3 separate regions of the Gossypium hirsutum genome follow, and regions 2 and 3 are each linked to region 1. A link is a contact called in public Hi-C data. All regions are on one chromosome and are shown on one strand. Each heading gives the region's core, a stretch centred on a gene start, on an enhancer-like site or on the middle of the called end of the contact. The rest is flanking DNA. Distances are from core to core; before and after follow the strand shown. Region 1 holds the start of LOC107952364 (transmembrane ascorbate ferrireductase 1). Region 2 holds the start of LOC107952708 (transcription factor LAF1). Region 3 holds the start of LOC121202989 (remorin).

Region 1 (3,112 bases), core at 379-2,878:
TAGATTCCAATAATGCCTAGAATCAGAGCAGTGGCATGGAGCACAAGATGTATGACTTTCTTAACTTCCTTCTTCAGTGGCAATGACTTGTAGCTCATAATGGCTGCATTTTTTGCAATGTTGGGAAAATGTTTTAGATTTGTTTTTGTCAATCAAACTAGAAAGCAAGCTGTTTGTTTGTATCAAGGAATGTTGGATTTGATTTACCTTCACCTCCTAAGATAATGAAGCCAATCAACATCAATACAGGATGGAGCTGCAGTAAAATTGTAAATGGCAGTAAGCAATTTAGAATTAGACGTCAAACTTCATGCAGCATTCAGCATGAAAGAGACATTATTAATCCAGACAAAAAGAATGAGATAAAACTTTGGAATGCAGTAATTATGATTTAAAACCACAATTATTCCATTAATATACAATTTGTTTTTCTTTCTTGGACACTACAAATGAGAGTGATTGCTTCGATCAGTCAAGAAAATGGATAACTAGTTGTGACAACGAAATTTGGGGTTCAATTAGTTAGTTAAATCCAAAGAAAGTTAATGGACACCATCTCCAACATATAGTAAGAAATATGTATATTGTTAGGTACAAGTATGCTTCCTATGTTTCATATTTGAATATTTTATTGATCACCGATATCAGAAACAAATACTCTATAAAATAATTCAGTTAGCATGAATAGGTTCAAGTCCCTCATTCTCCTTCCTCCTAGAAACCTTAACCATGTTAGACAAGTTTTTGATACGGAAAATGGCAGAAGGAACAGGGGATAAAAATACTAACAAGGATGGGAGAAAACAATGTAGATGCTTGACCATATAATATATTATAATGAAGGGTAAGTAGGTAGGTTACTATATTCCATGGTACATGGCTAACCACCGCCACCATATGAAGGTTGACCAGCCACCATCAAATTCTAATAATTAAGGGGCACCCAAACCCAAAACTATAGCAAGGGGGAAAAAAGGGATAATCGAACATGAAATTGTAATAAAATTCAAGGAATCAAACAACAGCGGAACCCCCAAAAGAAGTCTTCTTCATCATTAGTTTAGTGCCTGAGTTTAAGATTATACGAATAATTTGGTGATGGAAGATTTTAACACCATCCAATTTCAACCAAAAGGAACTGTTATGTGATAATAATCGGAGGGGAGAAACAGAAACCAAACAAAGTTGCAGTTGAAGCCATGAAAAGGAAACAAGATTTTGAGGAATCCCAAGAGCAGAAAGGAAAACACTTACATTAAAGATGAGATTTTTGTTAGAAGATTCCCAAGCTAATCCACCCCTGAAGTGAATGCACCAAACCAATACCATAACAGCGCCGGCAATCGCGAGGGCATGAGGCACAAAGGACAAGTGCAAGGCCTTAACTCCTATCGCCATGTTCGCTCTATTCTTTCCAGCAAAATACTGCAGAGCAGAAGAAGTAAAGACTTCCTTATCATAATTGGCTCCTACCTAGTTGTTCCGAGATTTTTGAACCGTTGGATGGAGATCTTTGTTGCATCCTGATTTATGCGACGTGGATATCAAGATGTTTGAATTCTACATTTTTGTTACAGTTTAGTCTCTCTCCCAGCGGATGCCGTCGCGCCACGTGCTTCATTTCAGTCTCCATAGGATACCAACCTACTTTTGTCCTTTTTTAATATGGTACAAATAAGGGATTATCCATTTGAAAAAAAACAAAAAATTATCCAAACCCCCAACATCTATCCCACTTATTATTATTAATTAAATTTGTATTTTCTATTTAAAAATTTTATTTTAAACTATTAATATATACCATTACGAGGAATTCCTATATTTTCATGCCTTTATATAAAAATTAATAATAATAATAATAATAAAACAACTTTAAACTGTAAACTTAAAATATAAAATATCTTAGACTTTTCATCGAATTAAAATATTAGAATATTTTTTACTCACTTTGTGTTCTATATTTCTATATATACTATTATTTAAGTGTATAATTAAATTAATGTCACAAATTAACTGATATTAATTTAATTAAAAAAATTACAATATAGATTGTATTCACTAATATGAAAACTTTTTTTGACGTGCTACAAAAGAAAATAATAATAAATAATTTGATTTGCATTCTTTTATTATTAATCTAATACATTTATCTATTTAATTTCTTTTTACTTTAAATTTAGTTCATATTGAGAAGCAAACAAACAAACAAAAGGAGTAGTCCCATTGAGAGGTGAAGTCATGCATGATATCACCAAAATGAAACAAATTGCAATACCAAACCAATCAGAGAAGTTTAAATGGCAATAACAGATTTAGGTCACTGGAGGATTTTTGTCAACCTTTCTCAGTTACAATATTACTGGATAAAGCCCATTTCTTCCACTTCCTTCAAATATGATCTCACATTCCTAACCCTTTTCTTTGTTTAAAAAACCATTTTCCAAATATCAAATTTGTTTATTGAATTTTCTTGCCCCGAGAAAAAGGAGGATTAAAATAAATAAACCAATATCTGTTCCCCACTCAGAAGCTGTAGAGAGTTCCCAAAAGCTAGAAAATGCTTCCATGCTGAAATAAGCTCTAGACGGCACTTACCACAACAATAAAGGCAAATTTTAAAATTTTATGTATTTTTACTTATTCTAGAAAGTTTTTTTTTTAACAACTATTGCTATGATTTTCTTTAGGATAGGTTTAAAGTCTCATATCTTAAAAAGTAATTTCCTTTTTTTTTTTTACTTTGAAGAAGAAATAAAGTGGATATATTTATTTGGTAAATATAATTTTTATAATTCTATAAAATTTTTATATATTTCTTGAATTTTAGATTGTTTATAGATTTAATAATTTTTATCTTGTTTATATTTTATATTAATTTACTTTTAATTATTAGGTTATAATGAGGCACAATATTAAAGTCTCATGTCATCACACTTAATACCATGACTTATCCCGTGAAAAATTATAAAGTATAAAAAATATAGGGGCTAAATTAATCGAAGTTGTAAAGATTGAGGCCAAATTTGTGATTTTACCTAATTTTTAAATAGAGATAACAATGAAAAGTTAACCAAATGATGAAAATAAGAAATTTGAAAAAGTAAGGAGACTA
Region 2 (3,112 bases), core at 453-2,952, 180 kb before region 1:
TTGAAAATATATTATGTTTAATACATTATTATATCAAAACTTAATATGATTTATAATTAATTTAATTTTAGTGGTGTAGTGGAAAAGATTCATAAAATAATTTCTCAAACTTATATATATTAATTTAAAACTACATATGATTATATTAGAATACTAGTTTATTATCCATGCTACGCAAGAGCTAATTTTATTTATTTAATATATAAACAAAAATTTTAGTTAATTAAAATATATTTAAATAAAAATAAAAACTATTATATTATAATTTAATATTATTATTATTAAATTTTAATATAAAAAAGATATTATTAAATTTTTCATCGGAACTTAGAGTATAATCAGATATTTTCGAAAGATTTTTTTTATTAAACCTAGGGTGTTTGGTATGAATTCATTAGAGGTGATCATGGGCCGGGTCGGGTTCGGGATGGGTCCAAGCAAAAAATTATGCCAGTTTGTTAGGTCTGGGTTCGGTCTAACCCAAAAAATAGGCCTAAAATTTGTCCAAGTCCAACCCGAATAAAAATGCTAAAATCCAGGCCCGACTCGACCTGCCCATATTAATTTTTTTATATTATATTAGTTTTTACATAATTTTTAAATATATATATATAATACATCAAAATACTAAAAATATTAAAATATTAAAAAATTGAAAATAAATTTTAAAAAATATGTATACTTAAATAATACTAAGATAGACGCAACTTAACAAGAAAATGTCTCTAAAATAATAATAAAATTAACAATAAAACAAGTGTTATACAATATCTAAATAATAACAACAAAATGTAGCAACATAATAGTGAAATGATAGCAAAATAAGGAGAAAACAATAAGAAAATATCATTAAAATAAAAAAAATAGCTTTTTTTTTCATTTAGTGAATTCGGGCCGGGCTGGGCTCGGGCCAAAAATGTCTTACCCGTGACCTGACCCGTTTTTAAAACAAGTCTTATTTTTTTGTCCATGCCCATTTTTCGGGCCTATATTTTTGCCCAAACCCTCCCACTTTTCGGGCGGGCCTTCGGATCAGGTGTCCTGGCCCATGGGCAGGTCTAGAATTCATAAGGAAAACAATATTTTGTTTTGAATTATGTTACACTATAGTAATAATCACCCAATTATGGAAGGTTACAAAATGATGATTTAATTATTAGTAAATTTTTTATTGGTTACTCAAATATGAAAAGTTATAAAATGGACACTTAACTATTTAATTTTATCTTTTTTGTCACCCAACTATATTAAAACTTTTAGGTGTTTTCATTTTTACATTAGTAATTTTAAATTGAATAATTAAATGATAATTTTGTAACTGAAAATCTATAATTTGGTGTTGCCCTTTAAATTATTATTATAAATATATCCCACAGGACAACCAGATTTTTTTGGAAATAATTCCATTTATGAATTATGATAATTTTTCTTTTACTTATTTTATACAAATAAAAAATAATTCCAGTTTGACATAGTAATATATAAAGATTAAATTAATCATTTTAATTAAGGACAAAATGAATTATTCAAATTTGGTTTTACATTTATCAGTAGAGATTATTGAAGTAATAGAAAAACACATATGCATTTGTAGCTAGTTTTACCAGCTCAGACTTAAAGTGGTCCAAACAATACATACATAGCTTCTATTTATTTATTTTCCTTAATTAAAGACCTTGTAGTTGTAGGTTAGGTATGAGAAAGTCAAATAAGATGGTATTTATTGCTTTTGCAGCTTCCCATACCGACTGCCCTTAACCTTCTTCCCTGCCTTTCTCTCTTCTTTGTAATAATTCAAGAAATGGGTTGCAAGCCATCTGATAAGCCAAAAGCTAAGCATAGGAAGGGGTTATGGTCACCTGAAGAAGACCTAAAGCTCAAAAACTATGTCCTCAAACATGGCCATCTTTGCTGGAGCTCTGTTCCCATCAATGCAGGTCTGTTTTCTTGTATTCGTATTAACTTCCCTGCAATATTTGTGTAGCTCATGCTTATCACCACCACTATTAATTTGACTTGTTAGAAGCATTCCTTAGCAAATGAATCTGAACCTAAGATGGTACACTTATTTATTTTATGTGTCATGGTCATGGGATTAATCTTTTTCTACTTTGGTTTGGCAGTCAGTGTCAGTCCAAAATATTCAAGAAATTTCTTTAGTTAAAGACAGCGACTGTTTCTTTCATCGTACACTGTCCCTGTAAAGTGGAAGTGAGAGAGAGTGATGATGAGTGAAATGACGAAAATAGGGTATGAATTAATATGATAGATGCATGGATATCCAGGATTGCAGAGGAATGGGAAGAGCTGCAGACTAAGGTGGATTAATTACTTGAGGCCTGGATTAAAACGAGGGATGTTTACTCCCCAAGAGGACGACGTTATCCTCTCCCTTCATCATTTGTTAGGCAACAAGTACGTACACTTGTCATTAATTGTGAAGAATTATTATATATATATATCCTCAGTTTTACAAGGAACTAATGAAGATGTCTGATCTTTTTATTGAATAGATGGTCCCAAATTGCACAAAGTTTGCCTGGAAGAACAGATAATGAGATTAAGAACTACTGGCATTCTTATCTGAAGAAAAGGATCGTAAAAGTTGAAAATTTGGAAGCTCAACACACATCTTCAACCTCAGAATCTAGTGTGCTGCCTCAAAACCTTACGGACCAATCGGCAAGCTTTGTTACTGATCAAACTGTTCCAATGCATTTTGACTTGCCCCAACGAAGCCCACTGCCGAAGCTTTTATTCGCAGAGTGGCTATCGCTTGATAAAGAAGGTGGAAGTAAGCCAGCAGCTTACTCTGATGGATATAATCAAGCTTCAGCTTCCAGCTTCGAGGATCCTTTCATGAATGGTTTTGTATTCAATGAGGGAGGATTTGGCACTGGTCTTCAGGATCTGCTAAACGATGCATCAGTAAACCAATTGTTCAAGTTTGAATTCCAGATTTCAGGGAACGACTTTATTGGTTCTGGGTGGGAATAATAAAGACAGATGTACTCATCCTTTCTTTCTTTTTTTTGTTCAAAACATATTAGTGATTTCAGTATGAATAATGAGGGAGTGTACATATAAGGCCAAATCTCCATGGGTGCTACCT
Region 3 (3,112 bases), core at 417-2,916, 130 kb before region 1:
TTGGCTATTAAAGCTCTGAAAAGGAGTTTCCTATATAATAAGTGACTGCATTTTGCATCATGAATAACTTTGCAATGCATATAAGCCAGTAGGGGTTTCCCAATTGTCATGGACAGAGCAATTTATATTATAATAATAATAATAATAATAATAATAATATTACTTGTTAAGCTATGTCTTCAAGACCAATATAAAACTTATATAACGTTCTAAGATTGACCACTTCAAACTATTACCTTCATGCTTCAACATTATTACATCAAAAATTTGCTTCTAACAAATTCAATAACCAATTTTTTACTTAATGCTATTATATACACAATTACACACAGAAATACATACACACAGAACAATGGTTAATGCTTTCACCATATTAAAACTCAAACAAACATATTTTTAAATGAACTCTAAGAGAATAAAATGACCCCATTTTCTAATGATTTCATCCTCAACAACAACCAAGGGTCTTGTTCGGAGTGGTTCCGGTGGCACGGTACTTTGCCGCCAACTCCTCCGCTTTGAGAACATCCTCCCCTCGCTTAGCTTCAACGATTGCCTTCTTCTCTTCTGCTTCCTTGTGGATTAAGGCTGCCTTGTTTTTCATTTTTTCCACATACTCGGCCTTCTGCTTGTCTAACTTTTCCTGCTCATATATATAATTCAACACTCAACACTCAATAACAATAATAATAATAATCATCTTCATCCAAGGATGCTTGATTAAATTAATACCTCAATCCTTTTTAGCTCAGCCTCTATAGCTGCTTTCTTGGTATTCTCCCAAGCCGCAATAGAAGAAAGCTTCTTCTGTGCTCTGCTCAACCATATCAATAAGCTTTGAGTAAGAAAGCAGCCAGAAAACATAATTTAATTGCATGGTTATGGTATGCAATCATTTTTATATCAGTTTTCCTATAATTTTCACAATAAGGCAAGGGGAAGAAAGTTGATACTTGTTCTCAGCTTTGCTTTTTTCACTTTCTTCCCAAGCGTTGATTAGTGAAATTCGCTTCTCAGTCGCAACTCTAGCAAGCACAGCATCTGGAGAAAGACAGCCGGGGGAAATTTTCAATTTAATCATATTCTAAATACTAAGATTTTGTGAAACGCAAGATGGAGAAACGAAATTACCTCGATCAACAGACACCTCCGTGCTTTTCTTCTCCGTCGACTCTGCCGCCTCTGCATATCATCAAATTTTTATTATTAGAAAAAATGAAACACGCAGAAGCAGAAGCAGAGCTGAAACGGAAAAAGAAGGGATATATAGATATATACTTTCGATGGGTTCGGGAGGCTTTTCCGTAGAGTCGGCGGGCTTTTCTTCAGTAGGAGGAGGTGGAGTCACGGATTTTTCCACGGCGGCTTCGGTGGGTGGCGGCGGAGGGTCGGAGGGGATTTCGGATTCAAGCTTCTTGGGTTCTTCGACATCTGCCATGTGGGCGTGCACAAAAAAGAGAATTTAAAACTGAAAGTGAAGAAAAAGAGGTGGTTGAGATATTATAGTTAGGTTGGGGTTGGGGGGCAGAGAACAGACTTTAACTGTAGCTTCTTCCATTGACTGACTGAGCTGTATTGTAGGTACTACTGGGTAACTTATGAGTTGGCAGAAAGCGACTCTAAACTTGCTGCTTTTACCTTCCTTATTTTTCAGGATGTGAAATCTAATAAATTCATGTTAAAATATTAATATTTAAATTTTTTAGGCTTTTTTATAAAAATAACCTAAAAAATAATTAATTACTTAAATAATTTATTTTTTTATAAAATACGAAAATAACTCAAATTTTATAGTAAAAATTGGTGGAACTAAAGTGTTTTGGGCCACCAACCGCGTCAACAATCTGTATTAAAAAATTAATTTTTTTGTGAAACTATATAGAATAGCACTACTTATATAAATACTAAGGAAATACTTTGATTTTCGAAAATATGATGATTTAAGAAAATTTACTTTTTTCTGATAGAGCCAAATAAATTGGCGCCACCAAATTCCAAGATAATAGCCTATCTACCTATTTGCCTATTTGCTTATTAAAACAGATTAATTTTTTATTTTTTTCATCCACGTTACTTTTTCTAATTCTTTATCCTTTTTCCTTTTTTTTAAGGTTTTTTATTTGTCATTTATTTATTTGTTTATTATTGGTTTTATAAAATGTGAGTATTTTTTTAATTTTAAATATATTTTTTAAAATTTAAATATTATTTTTTCAATTTTAAATATAATTTTTTAATATTATAAAACATTTAAAATAATTATTTTTAAAGATATGACTTTTCAAATTTATTATTTGTTGAATAATATTTTAAATATTTTTTAATTTTAAATATAATTTTCTAAAATTATTTTTAAAGATATTCAAATTCTTTTTTAAATTATATTTAAATTTTTAAAATTTAATATTTAATTTGGTGGAGCCATTCTAAATGGATCTCACTTTATTACAAGTGTAATTTTTTTATTTTTTTAATATAAATATTTAATATTTTATTTTAGTGGAGCCATTTTGTATAGCCCCGTTCTCTAGCATATATTGAATGGTGAAATTGTTGTGTTTAGTAGAAGAATTCAAAAATTCTGTTGAATATGAATAATGAGGTGTTTTTGGTGTACGTTCTTTTTTATGGTAAAATTGTAGAATGTGATGTTGGTTGTGTATTTCAATGTCGACAAAGATAGGGTTGCAATTCAAAAAAAAAATGTGAAGCTGGTAGAAATGAAAAAGAATATCAGTGCGAAAATAGCTATCTATTGTGGAAGGGCAATGTTCAGATTATTTTACAAGTTTCCAATCTCTATAGATCCGTTCAAATTTATGAGATGCAACTATTAGATAATGATGACTTAGGCACTATGATGGAAATATGGTGGTCGACTGGGAGTGAGAACCCTAACCAATTGAGTTATTTGCTGAGTTAGTAGACTTAGAGCCTGTTGAGAATGTTAGTCAAATAAGTCAACATCACAAATTTGACTTTGATCTTAATGTCGGATGGATAGACCAGTTAGAATGTAGAGGGACATCGCAGATACCCGAAAATCTAAATTATGGTGGGAGTTCGTATAACAACCCTAATACCAGTCCCCGTCTACAAATACATCCGGAGG

The links. A called contact is a pair of places that touch in the nucleus more often than the background predicts.
Region 2: a contact with region 1 is called in a Hi-C map of leaf, with 7 times the contacts expected there. The contact joins the promoter of LOC107952708 here to the promoter of LOC107952364 in region 1. A contact is called at or near these places in 8 of 34 Hi-C or Micro-C datasets (callus, hypocotyl, leaf and 1 more).
Region 3: a contact with region 1 is called in a Hi-C map of leaf, with 8 times the contacts expected there. The contact joins the promoter of LOC121202989 here to the promoter of LOC107952364 in region 1. A contact is called at or near these places in 3 of 34 Hi-C or Micro-C datasets (leaf and petal).

Annotation. Positions count from the first base shown.
Region 1 is chrA08:63,592,649-63,595,760 of Gossypium_hirsutum_v2.1, reverse strand. LOC107952364 (transmembrane ascorbate ferrireductase 1) reads right to left here and starts at 1,628. Exons shown (of 4, transcript XM_016887626.2): 1 at 1,255-1,628; 2 at 208-256; 3 at 1-103. The coding sequence starts at 1,398.
Region 2 is chrA08:63,768,008-63,771,119 of Gossypium_hirsutum_v2.1, reverse strand. It overlaps LOC107952708 (transcription factor LAF1), which reads left to right and starts at 1,702. Exons shown (of 3, transcript XM_016887871.2): 1 at 1,702-1,937; 2 at 2,286-2,415; 3 at 2,514-3,112. The coding sequence starts at 1,802. The coding sequence ends at 2,997.
Region 3 is chrA08:63,724,220-63,727,331 of Gossypium_hirsutum_v2.1, reverse strand. It overlaps LOC121202989 (remorin), which reads right to left and starts at 1,666. Exons shown (of 5, transcript XM_016847004.2): 1 at 1,279-1,666; 2 at 1,132-1,182; 3 at 954-1,041; 4 at 733-814; 5 at 216-643. The coding sequence starts at 1,438. The coding sequence ends at 449.